4 separate regions of the Mus musculus genome follow, and all the other regions are linked to region 1. Evidence: chromatin contacts called from public Hi-C and promoter capture Hi-C data. All regions are on one chromosome and are shown on one strand. Each heading gives the region's core, a stretch centred on a gene start, on an enhancer-like site or on the middle of the called end of the contact. The rest is flanking DNA. Distances are from core to core; before and after follow the strand shown. Region 1 holds the start of Gtf3a (general transcription factor III A). Region 2 holds the start of Uspl1 (ubiquitin specific peptidase like 1). Region 3 holds the start of Baiap2l1 (BAI1-associated protein 2-like 1). Region 4 holds the start of B3glct (beta-3-glucosyltransferase).

What was found. Promoter capture Hi-C pulls out the DNA fragments that hold promoters and counts their contacts. Hi-C and Micro-C count contacts between places; a contact is called where the count stands out from the background. Capture Hi-C pulls out chosen DNA fragments and counts their contacts.
Region 2: a contact with region 1 is called in a promoter capture Hi-C map of liver, with 2.1 times the contacts expected there. The contact joins the promoter of Uspl1 here to the promoter of Gtf3a in region 1. A contact is called at or near these places in 1 of 39 promoter capture datasets (liver) and 2 of 9 other capture datasets (adipose tissue and liver).
Region 3: a contact with region 1 is called in a promoter capture Hi-C map of pre-B cells, with 4 times the contacts expected there. The contact joins the promoter of Baiap2l1 here to the promoter of Gtf3a in region 1.
Region 4: a contact with region 1 is called in a Hi-C map of CD8 T cells, with 8 times the contacts expected there. The contact joins the promoter of B3glct here to the promoter of Gtf3a in region 1. A contact is called at or near these places in 3 of 39 promoter capture datasets (the C10 cell line, liver and pre-B cells) and 1 of 484 Hi-C or Micro-C datasets (CD8 T cells).

The regions. Positions count from the first base shown.
Region 1 is chr5:146,946,205-146,951,347 of GRCm38.p6, forward strand. It overlaps Gtf3a (general transcription factor III A), which reads left to right and starts at 2,453. Exons shown (of 9, transcript NM_025652.3): 1 at 2,453-2,771; 2 at 4,329-4,429; 3 at 4,983-5,079. The coding sequence starts at 2,577.
Region 2 is chr5:149,182,497-149,187,380 of GRCm38.p6, forward strand. It overlaps Uspl1 (ubiquitin specific peptidase like 1), which reads left to right and starts at 2,064. Exons shown (of 9, transcript NM_001115149.1): 1 at 2,064-2,310.
Region 3 is chr5:144,356,174-144,361,669 of GRCm38.p6, forward strand. Baiap2l1 (BAI1-associated protein 2-like 1) reads right to left here and starts at 1,939. Exons shown (of 14, transcript NM_025833.3): 1 at 1,618-1,939. The coding sequence starts at 1,668. It overlaps Dmrt1i (Dmrt1 interacting ncRNA), which reads left to right and starts at 1,750. Exons shown (of 2, transcript NR_102374.1): 1 at 1,750-1,871; 2 at 4,280-4,832.
Region 4 is chr5:149,676,490-149,681,613 of GRCm38.p6, forward strand. It overlaps B3glct (beta-3-glucosyltransferase), which reads left to right and starts at 1,741. Exons shown (of 15, transcript NM_001081204.2): 1 at 1,741-1,890. The coding sequence starts at 1,848.

The DNA.
Region 1 (5,143 bases), core at 1,203-3,702:
TTCTCCAACACAGAAGCTTCAAAAGTGTCCATTGCCAAGAATTTCACTGGAGGCAAGGAGGAACCTTCCTCAGAAAGATGGAAATGCCATGCGAGCTACTTTACACAGGGCTAAGTAATTAAAACACAGTAGCTCACACAAGGTCATCATTTCATACAATTCTTACAACTGTGGGCCACAGACATTATAATTGTTATTTGCAGAAAACATGGATTTCAGAGAAATTAATTAGTTAACTCTGGTCAATTCAGAAATAGGGTGCAGAGTCAGGTCGCAGAAGCCCACGCCTCTGACTTACACCGGGGCAGCTGAGTCACCATTACACCTAAGCATTTCTACGCCCTCTCCTTTCCAGTTGTCTGGTTACCCCCTCAAGACCAGACACCTGACTTTGTTGATGACAATGGCCTCTTAGTGTGCATTTAGTATTTCAGAACTTTCTTTCCCATCCACTATATGGCCACTTCTTCTTTAGTATCATATTTATCCTCTCAAGCGTTGGATTAAAAAAAAAAACGATCTCTATGATTCTTTCTAATCATAGACAATGCTAGAGCGGGAAGGAGCAGCTTCTGGAAGGGACGTCTTCCTCAGTTGTGGGCTGTGGTGTGGTGAGGGCTAAGGGTTCTCAACGTGCCACCCGGTGACACGTCAGCCGGATGGGAAGGTCTTGATGGAATAAACAGAGACAGGATGCAATCTGGAATTGTTTGTGGGAAGAATAACCCCGAGTAGCAGAATGCTCTTCATGAAGTTGAGGATGAAGTGAAGTCTCCTTGAATAGCCCTGTTCTGATGGGATCATAGCTCTCACCCACCCTGCAAACCATGTTGGGTTCAGCATTCAGGAGTGAAAAAGATCTCCAGCCACTTTGGATGAAGGCTAATAAATGAACTTCACTAGCTGGAATAGAGATGCAACAGTTCTAGCTATGGCTTATGTTTATTTGTTTTGTTTGTTTTATTTTTTTTGAGATAGGGGTTCTCTGTGTAGCCTTGGATGTCCTGGAACTCACTCTGTAAGAGCAAGCTGGCTTTGAATTCAGAGATCCACCTGTTTCTGCCTCCTGTGTGGGGTTAAAGCCATGCACTACCACTACTGGGCTAGTTCTGTCCATGTTCATGACTCACAATCTGCCCCCCTCCCCCAAACACACTCCCCATTCCCGAAACTGGTATGTTAGGGTCTGGAAAGAACCTGAATCCTGGCTGGGTCCCATATTGTCTAACCAGGGTTATCAAGCAGGAGGAGAAAAAGAAGATGAAGAAGTCCAGGCTGCTTGACTGAGACCAAAATCCTTGGAAAACAATGGTCACAGGGGTGGGATCTCAGAATCTTCTAGAAGCTCATCTTCAGGGAAAAGGAGAGACAGAAGACTGGAGCTGAAAGAAGAGTGTCCGCTGATGGGGTAGAGCAGACAAGAGAGTGAGAAAGGGGAAGAGGGACTGGAAGGAAGGAAGAGCCGGCCAGCAATCTGCACATGCGCATGGGGCATGACTACAAGGAGCAGAGGGGGCCGTGAGCATGAGATCCCAACAGGGCCGCACAGAGAATGACCTGTCAACAGTGTTGAGACCGCCCTCCATTCAATCCTTTTTCTTGTAGATTAGTTTGACTGGAATAAAGTACATTTTAACCTTCTTCAGTAAAGATATTCATTAAAAAAAAAAAAAAAAAAAAAAAAAAGCTGGGTGTGGTGGCGCACGCCTTTAATCCCAGCACTCGGGAGGCAGAGGCAGGCGGATTTCTGAGTTCGAGGCCAGCCTGGTCTACAAAGTGAAGTCCAGGTCAGCCAGGGCTATACAGAGAAACCCTGTCTCGAAAAACCAAAACCAAACAAACAAACAAACAAACAAACAAGCTTTAAGATTTCCCATGGTTGTCGTCATCCAACTAGCAGAAAGATCGGTTCTGCCCTTCATTGATGCACTACACTTTGCCAGGGAGGATTCGAATAGGGTATTTTCCAGTCTCTGCCATTACGGAGATTAAATCAAGATAAGGGAAAGAGGAAATCCCACAACTGAAAACAGCGTCAAACACTAGAGGACTCAGTGATACAAAAGGAAAGTTGACAAAACACCAGCACAATTGCTGTCAGAAATTAAGGTTTAATTGGTCCTGGTTAAGTTCTGGGCTTCGGAATTTTGAAAAAAAATTCCACGTGACTCGAAGGAGCAGACAAGCTTGGGATTCACCATGTCCTGAGGCTAGTGGCAGGATGCAGAGGGCAAAACTGGAATGTGAAAAACAGGCCACCTTAAGTCATGTCAGGTTGATATTTGGGACGTTTAAGCAGCGCTTCCGTTTCCCTAAGCCGCGAAACCAGAGCCCAGAGCCTGGCTGCCTCTCGCCGTGGACGAGTCCTGGATGCGCATGTGCAACCGGGCTCTACGGCCTCTGGGAGCATGCGCAGTCGTGGCGCGCGTGGGGGGGGGGCTAAGGGGCGGGGCCTGGAGCCTTAGCGGGCCGCGTTCCCGGAAGTTCAAAGTCTCCGGGCGCCAGTGGCTTGCGTCCCGCGTTCCCGGGGACGGCACGTGGCTGCCCCGCGTCAGCCCGGGCCCGATCGTGTCGCCCTGGAGCCGCGGGTGTCAGTCGCGGAAGCGGTGTCGTCGCTGACCATCGCGGATGCGTTCGTCGGGGCCTGTGAGGGCCCCGCGCCGCCGCGCCCCGCGCTGCCCAGCAGGTTCATCTGCTCCTTTCCCGACTGCAGCGCCAGTTACAACAAAGCCTGGAAGCTAGACGCGCACCTATGCAAACACACGGGGGAGGTAACCTGGCCGCCCGTGTGCACGGCAGGGCCTGGCGCAGGGGCTGCGTCCTGGGCTTGGCTGGGGCAGGGCAGGGCAGGGCAGGGCAGGGCAGGGCAGGGCAGGGCAGGGCAGGCGCTCTGCAAAGACCGAATTCTAGGATGTCAGGATTTCCTGCAAGCAACAAGTGTGCACCCTTTTAATTGCAGGCGGGCTTTGGTCGGGTACTAAGGCTGTGGGTAAAGGTGGTCAGGAAAAGCCTTCCTGCTTGGCCCTTTACCCTGGTTCTTATATTTGGTTGTACCCTGGTCTATCTCTTGACAGACTTACCAACCCACTGTTGTCCCTCATAACATACTTTGTAACTTTATCCCTGTTTCTCTTTGACCATTCTGTTCCCACATTTTGGCCTTTCTTTGTCCCTGTGTCCGAGGCAGAGCTTGCTTTCTAGTGGACACTTAAAAGTTGTGGTTCATCACCATCATCATTATTATCATTGTTTTTTTGAGACGGGGTTTCTCTGTGTAACTCACTCTGAACTCACTCTGTAGACCTGACTGGCCTCGAACTCAAAGATCCACTTGCCTCTGCCTCCAGAGTGCTAGTATTAAAGGTGTGCACCACCACACGTGGCTTTGAAGTTGTGTTTATTGTTCCAAACTCGACAATAATTTGATTAGTACGGGTCCTGCCCTGGGACTGGATCTGAACAAGGTTCTTTGACGCCGTGCTGAGCAGTGTGGCTCACTTGTGTCTTCCTGTCCACTGGCTGTGATTGAAGGCTTGATGCCACCTTTCCTGTATTTCAGATTATTTCCATAGTTGGGAAACACAGAACTGGATGTTAGGATATGATATAGCTTTACTGTGGATTCATGACAGCATCCCCTTCCCCACCTCCAGGGTCCCACTTGGAGATTGTGTTTGGGGCTGGGAGCTGTTTCCTTCGGTTGCCTTTGCACCTGTGAGCTTTTTCAGCTGTTGTGACACATTTAACTGTCTCTGTGCCTGCTATCTCTTAGTATGGACACAGGTCACCTGCGATGAGATGCAACCTTTCCTCTGCCTCTTTGCTGTAAAATGATGCTGTAGCAGAGATCTGGGCAGACAGGCTATCTGGGTTCAAAGCCACCTTGAAAAGGGGTTTGCTGGGGAAGCCTGCACCCCATAGGAGCAGGCTAACCTGCCTATCAGATGCTGGACATCCATAGAACAATAGCCTGTGTGCCACGGTGACTTGTGGGACGATGGGGTGTTTTTGATGTGGAACTTGGTTCTACAGTGCCTGTGTTTGGCAGGCACCTTTCTGAATGGACACGTCTCTGGAGGGAAATCTGAGGTGTTGCCTGCCACAAGTCAGACTTTTAACAGCACAGAGCTGAGGAGATGGCTCAGTGAGAGGGGTACTTGCAGCCCGACCTAGGGACCTCACAGGGTAGAAGGAAAGAAGTCACTCTGGGAAGATGTCCTCTGACCTCCACGTGTATGCCGTGGTGCAAACATGCCCCCCTTCCCCAACAGAAATCATTTTTTTTTTAATGTAAAAACTTTCTTTTCTCCCCCCTTCCTTTCTGCTAGAGGCCATTTGTTTGCGACTATGAGGGCTGTGGCAAGGCCTTCATCAGAGACTACCATCTGAGCCGGCATGTCCTGATTCACACCGGGGAAAAGCCGTTTGTGTGAGTAGGGGGTTGGCCAGGCCAGGCCAGGCCACTGGAGTAGGTTATGGTTGGCACGTAGGCCTGGCAGGGTGACTGGTGATTTTTAGGATGAAGAATAGAGGGCTGGCAGGTGAAATGGCTTAGCGGGTAAAAGTGCTTGCCACCACACTTGACAACCTGAGTCTGACCCTCAGAAATGTTGTCTGTGGCTCAGACTGGCTTCCTTTCCTGTCACACGTGGGCGAGCAGGTGACTTTATGACAGTGGTAGCTTTGTGCTCAGATGATATACAGTCCATGTCCCTTGACTGTGTCACGGAATGGCCTCTGCTGCTTTCTTTTTTATCTTCCCCTGTATGCTTGGTACTTGTGGAGACCAGAAGAGGGCATCTGAGTCCCTGGAATTAGAGTTAAAGATGGTGACAGGGCACCATGAAGGTGCCAGGAACTCAGCCTGGGTCCTTTCCAAGAGCAGCCAGTGCTGTTAACCATTGAACCATCTCTCCAGCCCCCTAAAGTGTCTCCCGCTGTGGTGTTATGTTTTGGTTCATACAATCTCTAATCTCTTGTAGTTGTGCAGATGATGGCTGTAATCAGAAATTCAACACAAAATCAAACTTGAAGAAACACATTGAACGCAAACATGGAAACCCACAAAAACAGTATGTGGTGAGTATGGCTTTAGGTGTTTCAACCTTCCGTTTTTACATTTGCTACCAAGGTTGAGTTTTTG
Region 2 (4,884 bases), core at 814-3,313, 2.2 Mb after region 1:
CTGGGGCTTCCAGTTCAGGCCCTCATTACTGCAGGGAGAATAACTTACTGATGGAAGTCGTTTCTGCAGTCCAGTAAATTGTCAATGAGACCAGAATACACAACCACCGCAGGGTTTGATTTTAGGACAAGTCTCAACTCTAAGCACTCATTTGTTATATAGCCCAAGCTGGCTTCCACCCAAGGTCCTCCTGAGTGCTGGGCTTACAGAGGTGTCCACCATACCTGGCTTAGAGGTAGCATTTATATCCCAGGTTGGTGCTAAAGGTTTGTTTTCAGTTAAGGAATACAACAGAAAAAAAGAACAAGAGCTCACAAAATGATCTGCAGAGCACTGTATTCCTATTGCAGCTTAATTAATTATTAGTTAAATAAAAGCTTCCATTTATTGAATATGAATTTCTAAGTGGAAATAGATAAACCTACTTTAGTTTACTGAGGTTAACTATACTCTCTATGGGACCAATGTATATAAAAACAGGCACTCTGCATACTGTGGAAAGAATACACAGAAGTACATGGTATCTTCTCAGCTGGGGACTATTATTAACCTGAAGTAAATTGGGAATTTTCTCCCCCCCCCTCCCCGACCCGCCATATTCCATCTTCATTTTGTTTGTCACTATTAAGTTTTTCTGGCCAAAAATTTTGTTTTAATAAATTTTTCATTAAAGACAGCAATAATCCATTTTTATTTTTATTCTAGTTGTTTGTGGATGTTGCTTTACACCTCAAAAGTCGGGTTACATTTTAACTGAACCAACTAGATCATTCAATTTATGAGCTGACATTCAGCAAGTGTTTATTGGGAGGGGAAGTGTACTCCACTCTAAAAATGGAAATAGCATGTTGAATAAGAAAACAATCCTATTAATCTTGGCTACTCTCTCAGGAAGAAATACTTTCTCAAAAACCTCATAATCCATACAAAAAGAAATCTTACTTGTTTGATCTTACAACAAATATACCAGTACAGTATGTAGTGTAAATGCAAAGATAAATAAAATTAAAAAAAAGCAAAACCTAACCAGTCTATTTTCGTCATGAGAGAGGAGAAAAAAAACCCTAACAAAGTCTCTGTTGGAACGCTCAGCGATTTCCATTCCTAAGTACCACAAACTGAAATTCTTTTATTGAATAATTTCTTCCTACAGCGGACTTGTTTCCCCCATTGCACGCTACCAAAATTATCAGTATTCTGCCAGAACATGGTCGTTTAAGACCACTAATGAAACCCTACAGGACCGCAATCCAAAATGCCAGTCATGATTCCTGTAAGGTCCAGAAAAAATCCCAAATTGTAGTCCCAGGCCACGGAAACAGTCTATGCAAAGGACTCCAAGAATAGGATGTCCTCATGGACGCGATCAGTCATGACCTCCCTGACACCACATGACCTTTCTACGAAGGCAGTTCTTAAAACTTAGCAACTGAGCTCTCCCCTCTCTGAAGTTCAAGGAGGCAGGGCGGCTGCTGAGATGCGCGGGTCGGCTGCTCAGTGCCACCCCGGGTCAAGTGCTCGTCTTTCGCTACCCCCCTTACCGTGAGCAGATCAGAGAGGGAAGAAAGAAAAAGTGGCCTCCAAGGATGGGTTTGGGGAAGAAGGGAGGGGCAGCTCCGTGTGTGGTAACCGTTTGTGAACACGTAGGGTGGTGGCGCGCGGGCCGAAAAGAACCAACTATGGGAGCCCGTCGTGGCGTCCGCCATGACGGCCCGCCAGGGAGGCCCATCACTGCGCCTGCGCGCCAGGCAGGCAGCCGCCCAGCGACCTCTCCTTCCTCTGCCGCGTAATCCCTCCGCTGAAGGCCGCGCACTAATTTTAATCACGCCCCGCCCCCTAGCCTCTGGCGTCACCTCCGCCACTCCAGCGCTTTCCAGCAGCTTCCAGAACCAAGCCTGCCCCACCCCCTCCAGCTCCCTCCCCCTCCCCCTCCCCCGTCCTCCCGACTCACACTTTGCAGGCTCTGTAGCGAGGGGCCCCGCCCTGTCGCCGCAGTTCCCACTGCGCCTGCGCCTGCTGGGCGGGCAAGCCACGCCTCTGCGGAGCCCTGCCGGAAGTGCTCTGGTCTTCCCCTTCCCCGGCCCTGCCCGCGTGCTCTCAAGCAGGGCTGCCTGCCGCAGGAAAGTGTTTGTGGGGTAGCTCTTGGGCGGCGGACTCGCAGGCGGAAGTTGCTTTCCTGGCGGAGAGGGCTGTGGGGGAGGAGCCGTCCGAGGGAACGTGGGTTGAACGTTACGGTTAGATGGTGGGGACCTCAAGCTGGAAGAGGAGTTCGGGTCCACTGTATGCGAAGAAGGAGCGTACTTCGGGAGGGTAAGGAAGACAGTAGTTCCCTCGGGAAGTAGAAATTGGGACGGCTGGAGTGCCCGGGGTGGGTCGTTGGCGCGCTGAAAAGATGGGGTAGGAACGAGGTTGTGGTGGGCAAGGTGGAGGATGGAGGTGCAGGCTGGGTCTTCAGGTTCCGGTTAGGCTCAAAGAGGTAAACGCTGAAGAGAAACCAGAGTTTGTGCCCGCCCCACGAAGAGCGTGGAGATGGGCTGGGTAACGGAACGCCGCGCCTCTTGGACTTCCTTGGTAGGCTTTTGAAGCTCAGTTCGCGTGGACCCATCCGTCTCAAATTCGGGAAGCTGGACTGGGTACCAAGCAGTATTGGGCTCTGTAAAGCCTATCCCTTCGCTGGGGCTTAAGTCTGCTGGCCTTGAAAATTCATATGCAGAGCCGAGAGATAAAGCTCCGAAGGGTTCCAGGCCCTTTGAATACCTGTAATAGTTTCTACACATGCAGTGAATTAAATTTAAATCCCTCTCGTGATTGGCTGCTAAATGGATCTATTCTGGGCTGATATCTCCCATTAAGGTCTCCGGAATGCGACTTACCTACGTTGAAGGTGGGGGCTCGGTGGTGGGCGTAGGTAAGAGGAAAAGTGCCGGAGATGAACACTGGAAAACCTTGGTTGTTCTCCTTGAAATAAGCTCATGTCATAATCTTTAGGATGTACTGAGCTGTTTGGGCGGACTTCCTACAATCAGATTGGATTAAATAGGTGGTTTGAAGCGGAGCTGTCATTTTGACAGTGATATGAATGGAAAGAGAGACAAGTTCGAAACATTTCCAAAGCCTCGTTCACGAGTTTAGATGGCGCCTACTGTGCAAACATGGGAGATGAGAGTGAGTAGACGGCACAAACTTTCTAGTCTGTATTTGGAAACCCAAAAGATGCCAAAATTTAGATACTGTACAGGGAGGAGCTAGCAGTTACACTTGGAGAAAAGATAATGAAGGTAATTTATTCCTAGACAAATTGAAATTTGAGACCCACCCCGGGGTTTTGTGTATAATACAGTGCTTGAAAAACCCCAAGAGTCTACTTCTGGTATTTTAAAACTTGAATATTCTTTGGGGAGGGGGAATTTCTTAATATTGTTTAGTGTTTCTACTACCATCTTAATGGGTCTCCTCCCTCCTTCTCTCCTTCCCTCCCTCTCCTTTCCTTCCTTCCATAGACAGGGTCTCACTATATAAACCTTCCTGGCTTGGAATTCACTGTGTGAAACAGGCTGGCTTGAAACTCACAGAAATCTGCAGTAGTTCTATTGAGAGAGATCTGTGCAATGGAATTAAAAGGCTTAAAGGCGTGCATCAACCACCATGCTCGAATATGCCTTGACTTCTTTATTGACAGGAAAGCAGACTTGAAGGTTTCTCATTTTTACCTCCATATTGAGAAAGAACCTTATTCCACACAGTTACCTAGACCCTCAGGCAGATAAAAAGTTTTCTCAACACCCTTTTTAGGAGTCTGCAGGTTTCTCTTCTGAGAATGAATGCAGAATGACAGAAGCAACACATCTCTTTCCCTCAGAGCAAAGTAGACCAGATGGTAACTGTAACTTAGGTGTTAGTATCTTGTCAGCGCAACTTCATTTTGTTCTTAGAACAAATCCAGGTGTGTAGCCTAGGCTTTTACCACTTAAGCACATTGACTTTCCTGTGCCCTGTAATTCTCTAGGTTATAAGTAGAACCAGCTAACAGTTGTGATTACTTTTCCAGCTTCTGGAAATTGAGATTCACTAATACTGACCTCTCTTTGTGTGTCTGTCTCTCTCTCTGACTCTCTGTCTCTCTCAGCCCAGGTAGACTTTGAGTTCCTTTGTAGCTGAGGCTGGCCTTAACTTGTACCTGCGTCCTCCTCCTGAGTGGGCACAGATGTCTTTCAAACTGTGTGTATATTTTTGGAATTACTATGTTTTCTTCACAGGAAAGGCTTTTCAGACTTTTCAGCCAGGACAGAAAAGCATAACTAGTTTTTTGTTTTGTTTTTCGAGGCAGATTTCTCTGTAGACTAGGTGGCCTCAAATTCACCGAGATGTCTGCCTTTGCTCCCTAGTGGCTAGGGTTAAAGACATGGACCACACTCACCCAGTACATAACAAGTTTTTAAAAGTGGATCTGTGAGCCAGAAGGTGGTTGTTCTAGAATTACAGATCCATAGGTTTTGGAAAGACTTATGCTTGAAGTTTCAACTCCTTAGCTACATGATAATTTACCTTTGCTTAAACGTCTTTTAGGTCTGCTTTTGTTGTAATTTAAGTCCATTTTTTTCCCTTGTATTGAGCTGTGTCTCATGATTTTTTGCTCTCCGATCTTGGAAATAGGTCTGCTCTGTGGAAATACACTCAAGGCATGCATGTGAAATTTATTTGTCTTACAGAAATACTTATACTATTGTTCTGATACAGATTATTTATAAAGAACATAATATTTTGTGGGTAGCTTTTTAAATTCTGCTGGTTATGAGCCTTTAATCCCAGTGCTTGGGAGGCACAGGTAAGCAGAGTTCAAGGTCCTTTCTTTCTCTGGTAGAACAGTGGGTCTGAAGGACTTAG
Region 3 (5,496 bases), core at 689-3,188, 2.6 Mb before region 1:
TCCACTGCAGCAGATGCTCGGATTCCACGCACAGACTACAATAAATAACCCACATTCCTCAGTTATGGTTTTTCCTTGACTGAGTATTCATCTGAGTATCTTGTCTCCCCCACGCTAGGGCATTTTACTTCCATACTCTGTCGACACCCCACACCCCAGTTCTACCGGCTTCACATCATTTAAGTCTGAACAATGCCAATCCAAATACAAGGCTTTAAACATTCAAATTTCTGGCATTTCTAAAAATTATCATTTAATTAAGGAAGCACACTAATAGGAACAGGTTTTGGTCACAGTTGTGAACCTTCAAAATCATAATAATACAGTCTACTTTGTCTATCTAGAATAAATGTTATAGTGCACACATGGAGGGGTGGATATGATTTGGAGCCACAATGAATTCTGAAAATATTTTCATGCTGCTTTAAAATGATTTTCCAGCAACTCAATAAATTCTGATTTCAGGAACTAAGACCTTGCAAATCTAGAAACTCAATTTTAGGGGTGAAAAAAAAAAAACTAGAGAAATGACCAAAGAGTGGGTGAAAAAAGAATCTAGAGAAATGACCAAAGAGTGGGTTTTAATCATGACTACAAGTAAATTTAGAGAACTTTAAATCTCAGGGGTTCAGTGGACCTAAGTGGAATTAAAACAAAAGTTGTTTTGTATTCTATTAATAGCAGATGATTAAACGGATATCTCATTTCAAATGGAATTCATTTATAAGTACTTAAACTTACTAAACTGGCCACTAATCCCATGTCTGTTTCTGGAAAAATTCTCTCACATAACATGCCAGTTAAGCGACCAATCACCACACGTTCTGTCAGCTTAAGTCAATTCTTATTAAAATCTCAGTGCTCTCTGACTCCAATAACCTCCCCAAATCATGAACGTAGAAACAGTCCAACTGCGGGCGAACATGCTCATAATAATTGTATATAGATGTATAAAACTGTCAAAACGCTAAACAAAAAGTAATCAAAAGCCAAATCGAACTTAAAAGCTACTGTATGAAAGAGTCCAAGAGGGCGAAGGCGTTTCAAGTCTTCCCAGGAGCAGATTCCCTGGCAGCCTAGAAAATTCCCTGAGCCGAGGGAGCCAGGCTCACCTGGCGATGGATTCCTAATTACGGAGGAGTTTCTCCCCTACATTCTTTCTTTTCTCCGAGGAAACTCGAGCTTGTCTCTTTTCTCTCTCTCTTTTGGATCTGGGGAGGGGTTAGCCCCAGCGGTCAGACCAGCGCAGTCACTGACCACAAAGAGAAGTTGGGGGAGGATAAGAACCTCTCGGGGACCCCGCGGATTGTCGTCCACGTCTCCAATCCCCTTCCCCCAACACGGGAAATGTGGGGTCCCTGGGAGTCTCCAAGGGTCCAAGGGGGAAGGGGAGGCCCTTATCATGTAAAGTCCCCACTTTATCTCAAAAGCGAAAAAGAATCTCGACCGACCCCGCTGGCGACAATGGTCAGCTGCTTGTCCGGGCTCACGTTCCTGGCCTCGAACCCTGGAGTTCCCAAGTCTCCGGGCCTCCCAGCCTCCGCCCTCAGCCTGGAACCACAGAGTCCCGGATCCCCCCGGTCTCCCGTCTCGAGCTCCGCAAAGTCCCACACTTACCCGGTACGTGTTCTCCGTGAGCCGGTTCACCTCCTCCGGCCCCCGAGACATGGCTGCAGCCTCCGGGAGGGCGAGCGCGGGAGGACGCGGCGGGGCCTCGTGGCCGCCGGGCGGCGGGAGCGCCTAGGACTTGAGACTGAGTGGTCCTTGAGAGTCGGCCGCCGCCACAGCTGTCAGCGGGAGAGAGTCAGTGCGCGTCTCTGCTGCCAAAATGTCAAAACTTTGCGGCGCTTCGGTCTGTAAGGAGCTGCGAGGTAGACGTAGCCTGCCAAGGCTGGGACGAGCAAAGGGACGGGCAGCCCCACCTGAGGCGGGCGGAGTGGGCGGGGCCGTACGGCCAGAGGGCGGGGCAGCCCCACCTGAGGTGGGCGGGGCCTAGGCTGAGTACTCTAGAGTGGGCGGGGCGGCCTCGCGCGGAGACAGCCTGGTGGGAGGGTCGATCTTTTGGGGCAACCGGGGGAACCTGGAAGAGACTTGTTGCGCTAGGTGGGCGTGGCCTAGGGGCTTGCTAAGCGGAGCAGAAGCCCGGCCAGCGCGCCGGACTGATTGGCCCCAGCTGAGACGTGGAGCGGGGGTGGGGTCTGAGAGGCCAACAAGAGGGAGAAGCCAAGGGGAGGGGACGCGCCCTTACTCCCCCCACCTGAAATGGACTGATGGGCGTGGCCTAGATGGCGGATGGGCGTGGCCGAAACAAGAAGGGACGGAGTGAACGAAGTCGCCCTAGCTGTGTCCGCCAGAGTGGCACCGCAGAGTTGAGCCGGTGGGCGCGGTCTAGCAGACCGATGGGCGGTGCTGAAGCGAGGATGGCGTGGTTTAGACAGCCCCAGCTGAGGCAGGCAAGGGAATGGGAGAGTCTTCCTCGTGTGGGCGTGGCTGAGCAGCCTGGTGGGCGAGGCTGGAGCAGTACAAGGCGAGGTGGCTGGACCCAGTGGACCAGGCCATCTCGCCTAAGGCTTGGCAGTGGAGGTAATACCTCTGTTCGCCCTCTCCCGGCCCTCCCAGAGTTCCAGCCAAGCCCCTACACTGTGGTGTCTTTTAGAACAGGACCTGGACCTTTGGGCTTCTAGGTCTTTGGTCTAGTGTCCGCCACAAGGTGCTGGCTCTGAAAGCTCGAGGCTCACATCCTCCGCAGGTGAATCCTCTAAGCTCTCTGCCTTTGAGTAACTTCCACATACCTCCTACGAATCGGTTTCCCTGATTGAAGGTCCACGGGGCATGGTTTCTCATGGATGGAGCCACCCACAATTTTGAAAGTTCCGGGGTGCCAAAAAAAGTAACTAACGCCAAGATCTGATTACTGGAATAACAGAACATTAAGAATAAGTTTAAAATCCCATGCTTTACAACTATGTAAATCACAAGACTGTCTAAAAATTTCCTCTGTGTGTGTGTGTGTGTGTGTGTGTGTTACAAGAAGTCAACCTTGGGCGTCATTCCTCAGCCGATATCTACTATATATATCTTGGAGACAGAGTCTCTTACTGAAGTAGCTAAAAAGGATAGACTGATGGCTATCAAGTCTCCACAAGCCCCATGAATCCACCTGTCTCCCAAATTCCCAGCACTGGGAGTACAAGAGCATATCTACTGTATGTAGCTTTTCACATGGGTTCCGCAGATGGAACCCAGGTCCCAATGTTCGCACCACAGGCACTTTACAAACTGACCCATTTCCTCAGCCCCCAGGTCGGCTGAGGCGTCTAGGATGTCTGTGCTTTCTTTCATCTTGTAGAGGCCATGTAGGTGTGTGGCTCCTGGCACATTATTTAAAACTTTTATTTTATGTGTAAGCTACTTGGACTGCATGTATGTCATCTGTGACTGATACATATATATGTACATGCCTGGTGCATATGTCAGAGGTCAGAAGAGGGCTTCAGATTCCCTGAAACTTGGGTTGCAGAAGGTTGTGACCATCATGTGGGTACTGGGAAACAAACCTAGGTCCTCTGGAAGAACAGCCAGTGTTCTTAACTACTGAGCTGTCTCCCTAGTCCTTCCTGGTGCTTCCTGTTGTCTACCCAGTCACACCCAACCCAGCTCTGAACATGTCCTAGAGTACACACCTAGGACTGAGGTGACCCAGACTCCAGGGCCACAGCAACCTTCTCCTAGCAGAAAACACACTCAGCGCTTGAGACTTGAACTCAGCCGGAGTGGGCAAGGCTTTATTTTTAAAAGCTGTCCAGGTACGATTGCTTTGTTTATGAGCTTGGAGGATACGAAGCTTCTAAACTGCTCCAGGATAAAGTTCACTGGGAAATACACACAAAGAAAGCACTGTGTGCCCCAGATGGAAACACTGAAAGTATGGGATGACTCTGGACTTAGAACAGACACAAGCACTTGGACTCTGGGGCAGTCTTATCACGTTTTGCAGGCTATAAAACATATCTGGCTTGGGAAGCAAATGGTGGTTGGTGTGGGTTGCATGGTGGAGGGAATAACACCTCAGCCCTATGTTGGAGGCAGTGGGAGACGCTCCCCATGTCTTTAAAGGATCTTTAGGAGCTGGCTCAGAAAATGTGCCAACTGGGGTTCACTTGTCATATGCGGGGTGGTAAGCAGGACTCTATAATTACTACCATTACATATTAGGGTTCACCAAGGGTGTCTTCTGGCTTTTATTTGAACTTGAAAACTCCTTGTCTTTCCTTGGCAGATCCCCTTTTTGTCTCAGAACCTCTTTCTGTGTCTTCCTTCTGACGAATGAGGTCATTTCACCCTCCACTGCCAGGCAGTCATCCGAGGAGCTGGAAAGAGAGCGGAAGCTTAACCTTTAACAGCCCGCAGCTTGGCAGCACCAGTTCCGAGCCAGAGAGGACAGTTTAACAAGCTGTCATAAAGCCAGTGAGGATCTCAGATGGCCCAGTTAGATCGCCATGGTTGGAATTTGATCAGAGATTGAAGTTCTCAAGTGTATGCAAATCTTTGCATTGATTATCTGGGCATATCAAACTCAACTTTGTGGAAATAACTTCCTACTTACGATCTTCCTGCTTCCTGAAAATCTTTTTAGAATGGCCAGTTTTGTATTTATAGAACCCAAGGCCTTGCTTATGCTAGGCAAGTGTTCTACTGCTAAGCTGTGCCCTACGCCCTCATAGGGGGATTCTGGCTGGGTAGGTACTCAACCACAAAGCTATGACTTGAGCAAGAATGGTCAGTTTTAAATCTGTCCAGACATCAAGCCTAAGGCTTCCAGTCCCAGCTCTGGGCTAGGCACATAAATAAATTCCTAGGAGGTCTTTGTTGAACGAAAGAACAAGTGGATAATGGATTATTTTTCCTAGTGCCAGATATTCTGAGTATATGTGAATGTGGCAGTGGTAGGGTTGATTGAGGAGGTAGAAAGAATTGGGCTGGACTCATCTTTTAATGCAAATGCAGAGGGCAGAATTTAAGACTTGAGTTGAGTGCTGTAATAGAGATACAGTCGATCATGCCCATAGACAAAAAGGTGGGCTCAATCTCAAAAAAAAAAATCCATTTGGACTCATTAAAGGTGCTCCTTATTGCATGCACACTGGAGATCCCACGAGCTCTTGGATGCTCTTGGACCTTAGGTGCTCATCAAGAATGGAAGAAAGTGGATCGATAGAAAGTTTTGACTCAGTAGAAGGTAAGGTGGGCTGGCCGCCATTGCATTGCGTCTCAGCAGTTAAGTGCTGAGAAATCCACCTTCCCCAACTCCTAGCCATCTAGCCTCTTAGGATCTTAGCAAAACAGGTCCCCAGGGTCAGGGAACCACTGTCTCCTCTTCTGCTCTTGCTTCAGCTAAGTAATCAAATGTCCTGTTTATGTTGACATAGTTTGTAAGATGCAATCCTTGGACCTAGGAGATGGCTCAGTGGGTAAAACGTTCATTGTGCAAACTTG
Region 4 (5,124 bases), core at 491-2,990, 2.7 Mb after region 1:
CTTTTTCTCCTAGTGATGGGGGAGGACGCCCAGGGAGTCTATTTATCATATGGCCAGAATCACAGAAAGGCAGTCCTTTCCTCAAACTTGAGTCATGGAGCTGTGTGATGTGTCATTTGTCATTGTCCTCTGTGAAGATGCTGAAGACAGGCAAGTTTATTACTTAAAGGATGGGCTCTCGCCCTTACCGTCCAATCTCCTACACTCCTCCTGGAATACAGTCATGTTGGATCATGATGAAAATTTCAATTAAAAATTTGTATTTGATTGACTTTTACTTATGTGCAGATGTGTAACCCTATGTGTAGGCCTGTGCGTGAGATGCCAGTATCTGCAGAAGCCAGAGGCATCAGATGGATCATCGGATCGGCCACTCTGGAGTTTGAGTTACTGGCAGTCATAAGCCAACAAATGTGGATGTAGGAATGGAACTCAGGCCCTCCAGGAGAGTAGTACATGGTCTTAATCACTGAGTCACCTCTCCATCCTTCCAGGATAATTTCAATGAAAAGTCTGATCCACTAAGCCCTCAAAGTTGTTTGCTACCAAAGTAGGGTCCTCAGTTGTGTTACTTGGCTACTAGATTTTTCTCTCTATTTACATCTTGTTTATAGGTACGGTGTCTAACAAAGGGAAGGAATATTTCCTAGGAGAATGCTAGAAAACTTTAGCAATGGGAAACTGTCTATCAGCTTTAGAACTTCCCAAGAAAGCCCAAGGAGTTAAAGCAGCCAACCAAGAATTTGGAAAAACTGTAGCGCTGGTCTTCATCAGTCAAGAGACTGGCACCAGTCAACAAGAAACACACAGAAACTAAGAAATATGACTGCCAAAGTCTTTATGAGCAGGCTTGCCCTAGAGTTTTACTACCTGTGGTTGGGGGAGATGTTCGGTGAGTCATTTGTCCTGTGACCACAGTGGCTGAAAGGCAACTCTAGCTGCCCTCTAGCCTCGCATCATCTAAACACAAGCCAGGGTTGCTCAGTCAGTCTTTTTTACATCCTTGGAGATGCAGGAGAAACTGTGTTTCTGGGAAGGGTCCCTCTAATTCTTCCCTGTAATTGTTTCCCTCTTTGGTTCACTACAATGTAACTGTAAGGTCCTCAGGTGGAACTCTTCCAGGGTGGGAGGGAGACCCTTCAGGATTCTGTGCTGGAAGGAACTCTGCTTATGTGACTTTTCCACCTCACTCTTCTCTGTGTTCTTAATTGATTCATTTTCATCAAGTATCTTGAATACCCTCTCTCTTCCATCACAGTGAACACTCAAAATAACATTAATAAAAATTTAGCTTTACACCAACATCTATTAAGAGCAAAACTCCGGGCCAAAGCTATTAATCAAATTCCATTTAAGAAGAGGATATTAAGTAAATTAGTTGAGCTGATTAAAAACACCTTCATCAAAGTAGAACATCGGTGCCAACAATATTAAGAGTTGAATTATCGATTTTGCTTTTTATAAAAACTGAAGATAGTCCATTAGCAGGGAAGAAAAAAACGATCCTTCTTCCTTCACTTTGAGGACAGTAAGGGTGATCTACTGCTAGGGATGGGGAAAGAAGTTCTGGGAAGCGAAGGGCATGACGGCAGAGTTTGTCAGAGGGTCAGAAAAGAAGCTCTGAGGTCAGATGCCCAGAGGAGGGCGCGGTCCAGCTGGGCAGCAGGACCACCTACAACCGCGCCGGTTGCGAGCGTACACCGGGGCGCTCCCGATCCCGGCCGCCAGAGGGCGCAGCCCGAGCCGGCGCGGCGCCGGGAAGGAGGAGGGGAGCGCGAGAAGGGTCAGGCGCGCAGGGCGTCCGCGCAGCTCGGCTCCGGGAAGGGCGCGGAGCCTCTGCCTCCGGGATGCGGCCTCCCGCGCTGCTGGCGCTGTTCAGCTGCTCCGCGGGTAAGTAGCGAGCGGCCCGGGCGGGCGCGGGGAGGGAGTCCCGGGGCTGCTGGCCACCCCCGCGCGGTTCCGGCTGCCGCCCGCCCCGTCCCGCCCCGTCCCGGCCGCAGCGCCCTCTAGTGGCGCCACCCTCGGCCCGCGCCCTCTCCATCTCCGCCTCCTTCCGCCGGGGCACGCGGGCTGGTGGGGAGGGCGCGGCCGGGTCGGGAGCCAGAGCCGCGCAACTGCTAGAAACTTTACAAGAGGCCGCGCCTTTCCCGCCCCTGCGCGCCGCCCGTGCGCCCTGCGGTGCACACCTCGCGCCCCACTATGAGCACCCCGCCCTGTGCGCCCCCAGCGCCCCGCCGAATGCTTGCCGCGCTCCGCGGTGTGCACTCCGCACTCCACCGTAGCTATCCTACGCCCCACGGCATTCATGCCACGGCCCGCCGTGTGCACTCTGCGCCCCACTGTGTACACTCCGTGCGCCCCACCGTGTGCACCCTCTGCTTGTGCTTACTCCGTGCCCGGCCGTACACCCCCTGCTCTCTACCGTGTGCCCCTGTGTCCCACAGCTGTGCACTCATGGGTCCCATAGTTGTGCATCCCATACCCCTAGATGTGCATCCCCGCGCCCCACCTTGTGCACACCCCTCGATCCTCCATGTGCATTCCCAGTGCCTGGAGGTGCATATCCCAAGTTTCACCCCTCCCGACCTTGAATACCGTATCCCACCTCACCGTGCATACCCCGCATCCCACTGTGTGCACCCCGCTCTCTACCTTGTGCATCCCCCGTGTTCCGCCCTGTGCACCCTGTACCTCCTGTTGTGGACAACCTGCACTCGGCCATGGGCACCCCTTTTCCCACTCCTCCGTATGTACCCTGGATCTCCTGCTGTGCATGACCGGTGTCCCACTATCTACACCCCACCCCCACCCCCGCCCATCGCCCCAGTCAAGCACACACCGTTTTGCCTTAAATACTCCATGCATCCCATCGTGTGTTCCTTGAGACCCTACCCAGCTTTACAGAACCCTGATACAGCCATTAGCACGCCCCAAGGCGCGCCCCCCTCCCCGTATCCCTTGCGTCACCCCCACCCTGTACCCTCAGCTCCTGCAATTTCCCAGAGACCTCCTCTCTTTGTGTACCACTCCCTAGGAACCTACAAACTTGGCCTGCCTTCCTCCTAATGCAGTTGGGCAAGGAGGGGAGGGAGGACCGGGGTGCCCCGCGGAACCTTGAGGCCTCCGGGAAAATCAGAGAACTGGTCCCAGGCAGTCCAGTTGCCTGTTCCTTTCTTCCCGTTTTCTGGAGGCCGTTTCCTCCCCCTTTCAGCTAAGATGATGTGGAAAAAAAGTTATAAAGTCATTGCGAATGACTCTTTATGATATTTGTTCAAGTTTGAAAGCGTGGGTTAAAAAAAAAAAAAAAAAAGACTCTTTGCAGCTTGTCCTAATACTTTTCCCTAACCCTGACTTGTCTGTGAAAAGGCAGAATTTCAGTTTTAGAAATGGCAGAATGGCTCAGTTTAGGGAAAGATGTAGTCCACGAGAGCCTTGACAGCTCGTTTGGATTTGGATTTATGCTTTCCGAATAAGGACGTTTTTTGTTTTGCTTCTGTGTACCCCTGGCATTTCTTCTGGTGCTCACTAAGTGTGAGAAAATTGAGCAAGATTAGCTTGTAATTAATTGCTCACCCACATGATTAATTTGGCAACACTGTAATTTAAAATGTTAGGGCACCTTGGACCCAGAAGGTAGCAATTGATCATGAGGAATTTTGGCCAGAGATCATGGGTTGGAGAAAGCTTTGTTGAGTCCTGGAGAAAAGCAGGCAAGAGGGCTGGGAAACGCTGCTTCCAACGCCTGCTTTACTGCCCGTAGGCTTTGCAGCTAACCAGCTGGGTGGGTGATGGCTGAAATTGGCGTTCTGTTTATAGCATTGCATTTAATAATAATATTTGTATACTGCAGATGCAGCATATAGGCTGAAAGGCACATTAGTATTTTCATATCTTTTTAATACTCTTAAGGGGATATTTGATGTGATGATAACACAGGAAAGGACATTCAGAAAGAACTAAAATGTCAACATGTTTTTAGAGATATCTCCGAGCCTCACGACATCCATAGATAAGTATAGTAAATGAGGCATAAAACCCCTTAAAAGGTTTCCATGAGAGGCTGGGGAGATGGCTTAGCAGTTAAGAGCACTCACTAGCTGCTCCTGCAGAGGACCTGGGTTCAGTTCCCAGCACCCACATGGTGAATCATGACCATCTGTGACTCCAGTTCAGGGGGTTCTGATGCCCTCTTCTGACCTCTATAGGTGCCAGGCAAGATAAAATCAATCTTAAAAAAAAAATCCAAGCCCCTGTGAGACACAGTCTTGTGAACTGGCTTCCATGAGTTAGTACGGGAACAAGCCCCTTCTTTCTTTCATACCTGGTGTTTATTGTTCTGTACTTTGATATGGGGAGAGGGCCATTGAAATGCGGCCTCCACTCAGAATCCCATTGTAAGTAAGGTGATTTGTGAGTCATTAAATTATCCTGATAGTTTGGAAGGGGCTTTTATCCACCCCTGTAAGAGTGGTCTGACTGGGTAGTTTCCTCCCAAGCTAGCACATTCATTTTATATTTTATTTTAGGAAAGTCAATATAGAAATTTCATTTTAAACCTGCCTGCATGTATGCAGACAGGAAGTCGTGGCAGCTTCAGTCCTAGCGTCTGGAATGAGTTCCAGAGGGAGATTTACAGCTCCTTAGTCACCATTCGTGAGCTCTGTGGCCTTTTAGTGGCTTTGAGCCTACATTGTTTTATATAAAACATGGAGCAGGGACTTGATAGACGCCTGGGAATTTTGCTGTCTCGTATGGTTTTAACATACTGAATCTGCCAGAGAAGGAACTGCTGTCTACCTTGTAGCCTTTGGCTTTTCTTTGTCTAGCTAGGCTTGTTTGAATTGTATGGGGTTTAAAAGGATGGGTGGAGGGACAACAGTGATGATGTTATGAGATATTTCTCAATGGCTCTTGCAAACTGGGATGGCCAATGAGATATCTATAAGGATTATGGGGACACTCATTTAAAGTGTCTGGTGCAGCTAGGATATAGACCGTTGGGGCTTACCCTTCTCCCTGAGTTGTGTGGATCTGATGGCTGGAGTTCTGAAAGCCACATTGTAGCCATGAGATCACCAAGAAAACAGGAATCAGGTAGAGAGGAGAAAGCAGCCTGGGTACCAG